3 separate regions of the Mus musculus genome follow, and regions 1 and 2 are each linked to region 3. The links are chromatin contacts, called in public HiChIP or PLAC-seq maps. All regions are on one chromosome and are shown on one strand. Each heading gives the region's core, a stretch centred on a gene start, on an enhancer-like site or on the middle of the called end of the contact. The rest is flanking DNA. Distances are from core to core; before and after follow the strand shown. Region 1 overlaps Cuedc1 (CUE domain containing 1). Region 2 overlaps Cuedc1 (CUE domain containing 1). Region 3 holds the start of Mrps23 (mitochondrial ribosomal protein S23).

Region 1 (3,243 bases), core at 368-2,867, 85 kb before region 3:
TTGTGGGATGGTCATGGAACAGGATGTGGGGGCCAGATGGCAGGGTTCAGCCAGGCTACTGTTGGAGGAGGTAAGGCAGGTTTATAGGCTACTGGGATGATAACCTTGTAAAACAGAGAGCAAATGTGTCTCTCTCCCCTACATAAACACAGCTGTTTCTGTGGTTGAAATGGTGTGACCGGGAGAGGATGTTGGTCCGGATTTAGCACTCTGGACATTGTCCTTACTCTACCCCGACGGGCTGGGTACCTATAAGGAAATCGACTCAGCCCTGTGGGGCTTGCTTTGCTCTGCTCTTGAAAGACTCTCTGTGTGAGCATTTTTATACCAAGGGGGTGAAAACTGAACAGCTAGGTTTGGGCCCTTGTTCTTCACTTACTGGTGATGTGACCTGTGCAGACTTCCTAATGGCCAGTGTTTCCTCCCCTCCTCTCGGGGGTGTGGTGAGGATCACAGGAAACGGGTGCTCAGTGAATCACTAATATTATTATTAGAAACCAAGGCCACAGGGCTAGAGAGGGAGCTTGGCTAGGAGAGTGCTTCCCTAATAGGTACAAATCTCTAGGTTTGATCCTCACAACCAAAACCCCACAAACGTGGGGAAGTAGAGGCAGGAGTTCAAGTTCATACTTCCTCATCTCTATGGAGAGTTCCAGCATGGCACGTAAGACGTCTGGGAGAGAGACAGCAAGACAGAGGAGAGAGAGGAAGGGGAGGGGGAGGAAGAGGAAGGAAAGGAAGACGGAGACCAATTCCCAGATTGGACAGATGTAGTCCCTCAGACGGGCAGGAGCTAGAGCAGGGGCAGGGGCAGGGATAAAGAAATGGAGAGACTGCCACAGAGGCAGCCTGGGCCTCTCAGAGGCTTCGAACGAGGATCTTCCTAAGAACCTGGCCCTGTCTGGGGTGTGAGTGCTGGGGTGGACACGCTGCCTCAGCCCCTGGAGCCAGCTCCAGCCACCTGTCATCCCAAGCCTGATCCGTTCCCCTGCCCCTCCACTGGAGCCTCCATGATGGATCTTAGGGATGACTGCAGAATGCTGGAAGGTTCTAGGCTCTTCCTTTCCATCCTGGGTCAGGTATAGGAGGCCTCCTGTTGGACACGAGAGCATTTCCGTCTTGAAGCTGCAGAGCTCGGAGTTTTTTTGTTTATTTTGTTGTTTTGTTTGGTTTTTGGATTTTCGAGATGGGGTTTCACTATGTAACCTTAGCTGTCCTGGAACTCACTCTATTGATCAGGCTGGCCTCAAACTCACAGAGCCATCTGCCCCTGCCTTCTGAGGGCTGGGCTTGAATATGTGTACACCACTGCCTGGTTTTTGTTTGTTTGTTTGTTTGTTTTTTGTTTTTTAGATGAAGACGCCTTTTGGACCACAGAGCAGTTTAAAGGCAAAAGTATGCTAGGCCTCTGCTTCTGAGGAATTCTATTCTCACTCTCAAGAGCCCCACGGAGCCTCCAGGGTCCAGCCCTGTCCCCTTTCCTCCTTGCCTTTGTCCTCTGGTCCCTGCAGTCAGCAGCAGCAAGCTCTGTGGCTGCCAGGTCCAGACTGAGCCTCAGGACAGCCCCTCCCTTTCCTCCCTCAGCAGCTGGGGCCTGGCCTCCACCCACCTCTCTTGGATCCAGGCCCCAGTGATAATGAATTACATAAATAAGTCATTCCCATTAGCAGCACAGCCAGGCTCTGGCCCAGGAGGCAGGGCAGGTCCTGAGGCAGTATGGCTCTGGCGAGCTGCTCCCCAGCACGGTGGCTCCGAGCCCTGAGCCCTGACATTTCTGCTTGGTGTCTCAGGGAGGGGCCTCCATCCTCTGGTCCCTTCCGGTGTTAGGTTTTCAGTCTAGAGGTTCCCCAATTATCACCTTCCAACAGCCATAGGGCCTCAGGACAGGTGTGTTTGACAGTAGTTGGGACCCTAGAAGGGGTTAGAGTTGGGGCGTCTGGTGGTTTAAGCTGCTCTTCTGGGCCTGCCTAGGCTTGGCTGGCAAAGGTGCTCAGTGGCCATGGCAACCCTTGTCTGCCGGCAGCTCCAGGCAAACACTGGCTTTCAAAGGGGGCCTTGTTCCCTGTGGGAGCCTTTTGGTTTGCTGGGCCTTTCAGACCTGGGGAGGAAAAGGAAGACAGAGAGAAGGGGGGCTGGGGGGTGTCGCTGCCTGGGAGAAGAGCACACTCCTGCCTCTCCTCACCCCCTTTGCCCTGGCCCCAAGCGTATTTCCTGGAGGCCACTGTTTTCAGACCTGCTGCTGGAGAATGAAAGGAAGAGTGAACAGAAGAGTGTGCCCAGTCTCCAGGCAACGGGCTGTCTGTGCCGTTTAAAGGAGAGAGGAAAGTCACACACACTGGGCACCTTAGTGTGGGAAGTCCTGTGCTGATGGCGTCAAGCTAGCCATGGCCACCTAAGCAGATTCTTTGCTGGGTATCGAATATGTAACATGTATAACACTGGAGCTGGGAGGTAGCCCTGTTGCCTAACATATACAAAGTTTACTACCCAGCTTAGCATAAAATTGGGTATGGTGGCACGCATGTGTTCTATCAGAGCTGGGGAGGGAAAGGCAGGAGGCTCACAATCTCACGGTCATCACTGGCTACTTAGGGAGTTAGAAGGGAAAGAAACTTGGGCTGCAAGGGGGTTGGAGAGAAAATGAGAGGAGAAGAGAAGAGAGGGAAGAGAAGAGAGGGAAGAGAAGAGAAAGAGGCGCTAAAGTATTCATCAAATGTGAGGCGACCACACTGGCAGTCTACACTCCTGTGCGAGTGTGCCAATGCCAGTAGATTCAGGAGAAATGCTGATCGTGGGCTTCGCTGCCTTTGCAGGGGGGCTCAGTTCCAGAATTCTCCCCTTTCACGTTTTATTGTTATATTCCTAATATATAAAAAACAGGAAAGCTGGAGCCAAAGAGATGGTTCAATTGTTAAGAGCACAGATTGCTCTTCTAGAGGACCCAGGCTTCCAATCCCAGCAACCATATAGCAGCTCACAACTCTCTGTAACTCCAAGACCTGATACTGTCACATAGACATACGTGGAGGCAAAACACCAGTGCACATAAAATAAAGGTAAATAGATTAAAACAAAACAAAACAAAATCCCAGGAAAGCTGTCGTGTCTGCCATTTGTTCCCAAGTCACTGTTAGTCTGAGGATGCAGCATCCTGTCTGGTGGACTACAACTCATTGCTGGCAACCATGGTGCCTACCTTCCAGGTCTGGTGTGAATGTAGTGATTCTGGGACAAGAAAACCCA
Region 2 (2,967 bases), core at 72-2,571, 65 kb before region 3:
CCTCCCTCTGCCTGCTCCCCTGTTAGGAAACCGAGAGGATAATGGTTCCCTCGTGGGGTGGTGAAGAAGATGAGGGAGTCTAATAGTTCCTTAGTGCCTGGCCCACACAGGATGCTCAGGGAATATTTTGGTTGCTATCCTTGGTTTCCGTTCCCCCGTAGGAATTATAGACAGGAAAAGACCTCGCTCTGTAACATCCTGGGGAGACTCTCCAAGGACTTTGCCTTCTTCCCGACATGACCGCAGCATGTGAGAAGTGGGTGCTTAGCGTGTGTCACCTGATAAACATCTAGAGCAAGCCAAAGGGCTTGGGAGGGCTGGGAAGAGGGCACAGCTGGTACAGAGCTTGTCACGCAAGTGTGAGGACCTGAGTTCAGATTCCCCCAACAGCCACATAAACAGCAGGGCCCAGTGTGCACCTGTAATCCCAGTGCTGGATGGGTAGAGTCAAGAACATCCCTGGAGGTTGCTGCTCTCCAGGTTCAGTGAGAGACTCTGTCTCAAAAAGTAAGGTGGAGAGTGGCCTGGGGCCTCTACATACATACCACAGTGGGGGTGGGGGTGGGGGAGAAAGGGAGGGAAAGAGGGAGGGAGGGAGTCAGGGAGAGAAACAACAAGCTAAGGACTCCCATAACTACATTAAAGCCCCTGCCATCTGCTGATCACACACCTGGCATCTTTCCTTCAACCCCCCAGTTTTTCAGGGCATCTCAGGCTTCTTGTCCGTGTTCATGGAGAGATGACGCCTGTTCACCACTTTCCCTCTTCATCTAAGGATAACAGCTTGAAGAGTGAGCGTCCACACAGCCTTCAGGATCCTCAGACACCTGCTGCTGGGTCTCTTACTTTTTGTCCCCTCGTTTCTGCAATGTCCTCTGGTACTATGTGGGCCTCTGCCGGCAGATGTTTTATAATGCCCTCCTTTTGCCTATACCCCGTGGATATTTTGGTGTCTTCTCTTATAAACTTGCTACTGGAAGTTACTCCCTCAGTCTCTCCCTGTTCCTCAGAAGTTGGTCATGAGGCAGAGAGAAAGCGTCTGCCTCCCAACCTTTCTGCCTCGTCGTTTCCAGGAATTCCTTTGTCGAGCAAAGAATCTCTTTGTGAGGAGAAGAATCTATCACTTGGGATTTCTGTTCAGGTTTCTCGCAGGAGTCAGGGCCGGGCAGGCAGTTTGTTTGCCCCGGGGCCCAGTGAGGTCCAACTGAAAGGGCTCCCCATGTGCTCCCAGATCTGCCGATCACCTTTCATCCTTCCGTTGTCTTCCTGTCGGGCACTGGCCCGCCAACATCGATCACGCTGGCCCGGAAGGTGGTGACGGGTTTGCGTTTCTTGCTCCCTGTTTTGTTCCTTTGCTTAGTCAATCGAGTCTCCATGGAAACAGGTGCAGCCTTTGTGTTGCTTTTGCTTTGGGTGAATCAATGCTCCCCCGCCCCCTCTCCTCTTTGGGATCAAAGGGGGAGGTGAATTCATCACAGCAACTGTGGTGGCCTGGGGAGCCAGGCAGGGATTAGTCCTCTAGTCAAGCATCCCCACAACCACAGCGTGGCTGCTGCCGGGTCCACAGTCTCCCTTTCGCCTCCTGAGACCATCGGGATGCCGCGACTCATAAATGCCCTCGTCCCAGCCCCCAGGTTCTCTATTCTCAGGGGCAGCTGCTGGCCACCTGGGGCGGGATCCTGAGTAGAGATCAGCTTGCTCAGCTTCTTTGGTGTGACCTTGGAGGCAAGGCCTTTGACCTTTCTAGACCTTTGAGGCTAAGAGATTGGAGAAGCTTAGAATGGGGGAGAAAGTCAGGCTTTTGGTAGCAGGACTGCATTTGCCCTAAAGAAAACCACATCTGGGTATGCAGTTTTTGTCTTCTGTCCTAGGGCCAATAGTAAATTTACGTTTGGTTCAAACCAGTGACATTCAAAAAACGGCAGCCCATCTCCAAGGAGCAACTTGATAAAAATCTATCCCCCACCCCCCCATCCCTCCCCCACTCCCGATCCACAGCACCTCCCCTTCCCTCTGCTGGTCCAGGGTCTTCCCTGCTGGTGACAACCTGTCAGAGGCCTTCTGTTCCAGGCCAAAGCTCAATGCTTTTGGATACTCAGGGTCTGCTTTGTGTCCTGAGGATCCTCCAGTGTTTCAGGCAGGAAGGGAGGGGCTCCTGAGGAGAGCTGTGAGCTTTCTGCTTGAGCGGCTGGCTTGCCTGTCCTCTCTGTGTGGGTGTGCTGCACACCACTCACTATCCAACAGGTGCACTAGTAGGCTCTGCTTTTAGTAGGAAATCAGGTGCAAATTTCAGTGCAGCCCTGGTGGTGATTAAATCAGCAAACCCTGCCTTATTTATTGAAAAAAAAAAAAAGACTTCCTTCTAATATCTAACCTCTCGGACCATCTGCTTGTTAAGATTAGCAAAAGATGCACGTGACCTCGGGTTTTACATTGTTCAAAAGCCTCCCTTGAGACTGGAGGTGGGGCCACATTGCCTGAAGAGACCTCTAAATGGGGTCTGTGGTAAAGATTAAGTTATCCGTTGCGTGCCAAGTGGCCACTTGAAGCTGCCGCTTTCCCAGGTCTACCCTGAGGGTAAACGACCCTCTAACATCTCCTCTGGAGTCTAACCTAAATCTCTTTTTATTGTGTTAGAAAGAGAGATGATAGAGCGAGTATCCCTCCAGGCTTTCCTCAAAGACCAGGGAAATCTCTCCTCAGCCTTGGCCAAACACACCAGGAGTCCTCGGTCTCCTCCTCCAGTGTCTGCGTTTCCTGTTGGATAAACAAGGAGAACAGTAGCTGCCTCATCGGGCTGTTGTGGAAATCAAATAAAGACTGTGAGATGCACCTTGCCAAGAGCCTGGCATATGGTCCATTTTCAATTACGCCAGCAGAGTCTGAGGAGATTTTATTTCCTGCCTTTTATGTCTCAGAGACCTTCTGCTTTTTCTCCTCCTCCTCCTCTTCCTTCTCTTCCTCCTC
Region 3 (2,808 bases), core at 69-2,568:
GCCTGCCTCTGCATCTCAAGTGCTGGGATCAAAGGCGTGTGCTAACATCCTCTACTACTTTTCATTCGATGAAATATTTGTTGTTGCTCTTCTGTTTTTTGTTTTTTTATTTTTCTTAGACAGCATCTCACTGTGTAGCCCTGGCTGTCCTGCAACTTGATCTGTACATCACCAGACTGGCCTCAAACTCAGAGATCGTCCGCCTCTGTCTCCTGAGTTCTGGGATTAAAGGTATGACCCACCACCTCCTGATCATATGATGAATTTTAATTAATTTCATGTGTATCAGTATTTTGCACGAACGTAAGCCTGTACACCACATACATGCCTGGTACCTGCAGTGTTCAGAAGAGAACATCAAATCTCCAGGGACTAGAGTGACAGGTGGTTATGTCACCCTGTGTGTGCTAGAACTCGAATCTGGGTCCTCTGGAAGAGCAGTCAGTGCTCTTAACTGATGAACTCTTTCTCCAGCCCGATGTTTTGTTTTTGTTGTTGTTGTTGTTTTTTTTTAAATCTTGTCACTACGATCAACCATGATGTTCTTCGCACAAATACCCTGATGAAATTTCTAAGGGGTGCTTCTCCAACGGATATTCCTCCAAACCCATACTTTGAACAGTTGAACAATGACAGACTACGTTCCCCCAGATTTTTATTTTCTTCCTCCGAATGCATTCATTCTGGGCTTTTACTTCTTAAAACTCCAGCGCTAGCGGGCGGGCGAGGGACGCCTCCAGCGGAGGAACTACTACTTACAGGCAGCTTTCCACTGAGCCTGAAAACAGACTGCTCTGCTGAGCCCCGCTTAAGGCGCAAAAGGCCGAGGAAGGAGGCCTGGAGGCTCGTGTCACTTGGAAAAGTTACTTCGCCCCTATTTGGGTCTCAGTTTCTGAGTAGTGTGAGTGGCTAAGATTAGGCTTAGTCGAGCCTGGTGTCCTCAAATGTCATATTGGCTAGCTGTTCCTGACTGTAGGATGTGCTGCATCCCGGCGAGCTCCACACTATTCCCTCCACCCTGCCAGAGAGGAGGAAGCTTTGCAAAGTTAGAGAGAAGAAAGCAGGCGCCACACTCCACCTTTCCCCAGGACCGGTCGTTTGCTACTCTTGCGCAGCTTTGGCGCGCTCCCGCTCTTTTGGCTCGGGAATCGATTATTCGTATCTGACCACCCCACCCCACCCCCACCCACCCGGACGCAGGACCTGAGGGCTCCTGCTCAGCCCATCGTTTGCTTCTGCCTGGTTCCGCCGTCCGGATGACGTCGAGGCGGGACTGTCATCCTCGGCTCGGCCAGCCGCTTGTTCCCCCTTGGCTTGCTTGCTGCCGCTTCCGCTTCCGGTAACAGCCCGAGGCTTTCTAGCCCAAGTGGCCATGGCGGGGAGCCGGCTGGAGACGGTGGGGAGCGTGTTCTCCCGGTGCGTGCTCCGAGTTGGGCGAGGGCAGAGTTCCTAGCGGGTCACGACCCTCCTGGCATATCCTTAGGGGATGCGGTTGCGGGTGTCCGAGCCAGGTGATGCCCTTGGCACGGAATCGGTGTGGTTTGTCTCTGTCCCCTTGGATTTCTGTCCTGTCAGATTGTGCTCGCCACCCCATTTCGGTGGAGACCTTCTACAGTAAAGAAGCTGAAGGGCCTGACTGGACAGGTCTTGCTTTTTCACTATGGAACGGTGGGTGGGACCCGTGCAAGAAGATGGAAGCTGTGTGTCGTGGCTCGCGCGCGTAGTCTCGGCACTTAGGAGGCGAGGCAGGAGGATTGCCACAAGACCGGGGCCAACCTGGCTTCGTAGCAAGGCTACTGGTGGACTTCTGTCAAAACAAAAAGCCTGCGTGGACACGCTGTAATCCTAGCTCTAGGGAAGTGCAGGGAGGCACTAAATTCAAGGTCATCCTTGGCCACACTCTTTAGTTTAAGTCTAGCCTAGGCTACATGAGAGCTAACCAACTGGACTTAACACTGTGGCCATGCTAGGTTGCTGTGTGTATTGGCCGTGCCTCCTTTAGGCGGGAGGCCCATTTCAGCTCACCCCTACCAGGCTGCTCTTTCCTTCGTTTAAGTTGATTCAGAGACTTTACAACCCTGTGGTAACCGACTGACCTTGGTTCTGTTCCCTTTCTAAGGACGAGGGATCTGATGCGGGCCGGGGTGTTGAAAGAGAAGCCACTGTGGTATGACATATATAAGGCCTTTCCACCCCTGAGAGAGCCTGTCTTCCGAAGGCCCCGCTTGCGATACGGCAAAGCCAAAGCTGACATCCAGGACATCTTTTACCAGGAGGATCAGATTCGAGCGTAAGTGTCTATCCCCTATAGTGAGCAGGGTGCCGCAGACCTTCAGAGAGGAAGGCTCATGTAGAAGTCTGCCAACCAGACCACCAGAAGAGGATATCAGATCGCATTACAGATGGTTGTGAGCCACCATGTGATTGCTGGGAATTGAACTCAGGATCTCTGGAAGAGCAGTCAGTGCTCTTAACCACTGAGCCATCTCTCCAGCCCAGAAACAGAAGTTCTAAGAAGTGGAATCTGGAGACTAAACTGACAAAGTTGCAGATAAAGTGTTTGTTAACTGGCCTCTGTTCTGTATGAGGTACTTGATCAGCCCTTGACAAACATCAGCTCATAGACTTTATTACTCTAACCCTGTCCGCGAAGGCAGGTATCATTGCCTCTGTGTTATTCAAGAGAACTATCAGGTTCAAGGAGGTTAACCACCATGGCCACCCCAGAGGGCGGTGGATCTGAGAATCACGTCTGGCTCCACACTTAAGCTGCTGCTATCACAGTAGCTTCTTTGGAAGCGGAAATAG

What was found. HiChIP or PLAC-seq counts read pairs in DNA pulled down with a chosen protein or histone mark.
Region 1: an H3K27ac HiChIP or PLAC-seq map of heart atrium shows a contact between it and region 3, with 12 read pairs. The contact joins the enhancer-like site here to the promoter of Mrps23 in region 3. A contact is called at or near these places in 3 of 39 promoter capture datasets (embryonic stem cells, liver and macrophages), 2 of 484 Hi-C or Micro-C datasets (conventional dendritic cells and reprogramming fibroblasts), 15 of 115 datasets of contacts at active chromatin or transcription factors (craniofacial prominence, double positive thymocytes, embryonic forebrain and 8 more) and 4 of 9 other capture datasets (adipose tissue, liver, macrophages and 1 more).
Region 2: an H3K27ac HiChIP or PLAC-seq map of embryonic stem cells shows a contact between it and region 3, with 25 read pairs. The contact joins the enhancer-like site here to the promoter of Mrps23 in region 3. A contact is called at or near these places in 3 of 39 promoter capture datasets (hippocampal neurons, macrophages and pre-B cells), 7 of 484 Hi-C or Micro-C datasets (CD8 T cells, the G1E-ER4 cell line, the HL-1 cell line and 4 more), 11 of 115 datasets of contacts at active chromatin or transcription factors (CD8 T cells, effector CD8 T cells, embryonic stem cells and 3 more) and 3 of 9 other capture datasets (adipose tissue, liver and pancreatic islet).

The regions. Positions count from the first base shown.
Region 1 is chr11:88,117,359-88,120,601 of GRCm38.p6, forward strand. The region is part of intron 1 of Cuedc1 (CUE domain containing 1); the gene reads left to right. Among named protein-coding and RNA genes, the nearest start is that of Cuedc1, 20 kb to the left of the region's middle. Within about 2 kb of position 1,618, at least 235 of the 459 cell types and tissues checked have an H3K27ac peak or open chromatin away from gene starts, as enhancers often do. A contact at or near this core is called in adipose tissue, craniofacial prominence, embryonic forebrain and 7 more, where this site is marked.
Region 2 is chr11:88,138,075-88,141,041 of GRCm38.p6, forward strand. All of the region lies in intron 1 of Cuedc1 (CUE domain containing 1), which reads left to right. Among named protein-coding and RNA genes, the nearest start is that of Cuedc1, 40 kb to the left of the region's middle. Within about 2 kb of position 1,322, at least 128 of the 459 cell types and tissues checked have an H3K27ac peak or open chromatin away from gene starts, as enhancers often do. A contact at or near this core is called in the G1E-ER4 cell line, embryonic stem cells, hippocampal neurons and 3 more, where this site is marked.
Region 3 is chr11:88,203,070-88,205,877 of GRCm38.p6, forward strand. It overlaps Mrps23 (mitochondrial ribosomal protein S23), which reads left to right and starts at 1,319. Exons shown (of 5, transcript NM_024174.6): 1 at 1,319-1,416; 2 at 2,120-2,290. The coding sequence starts at 1,373.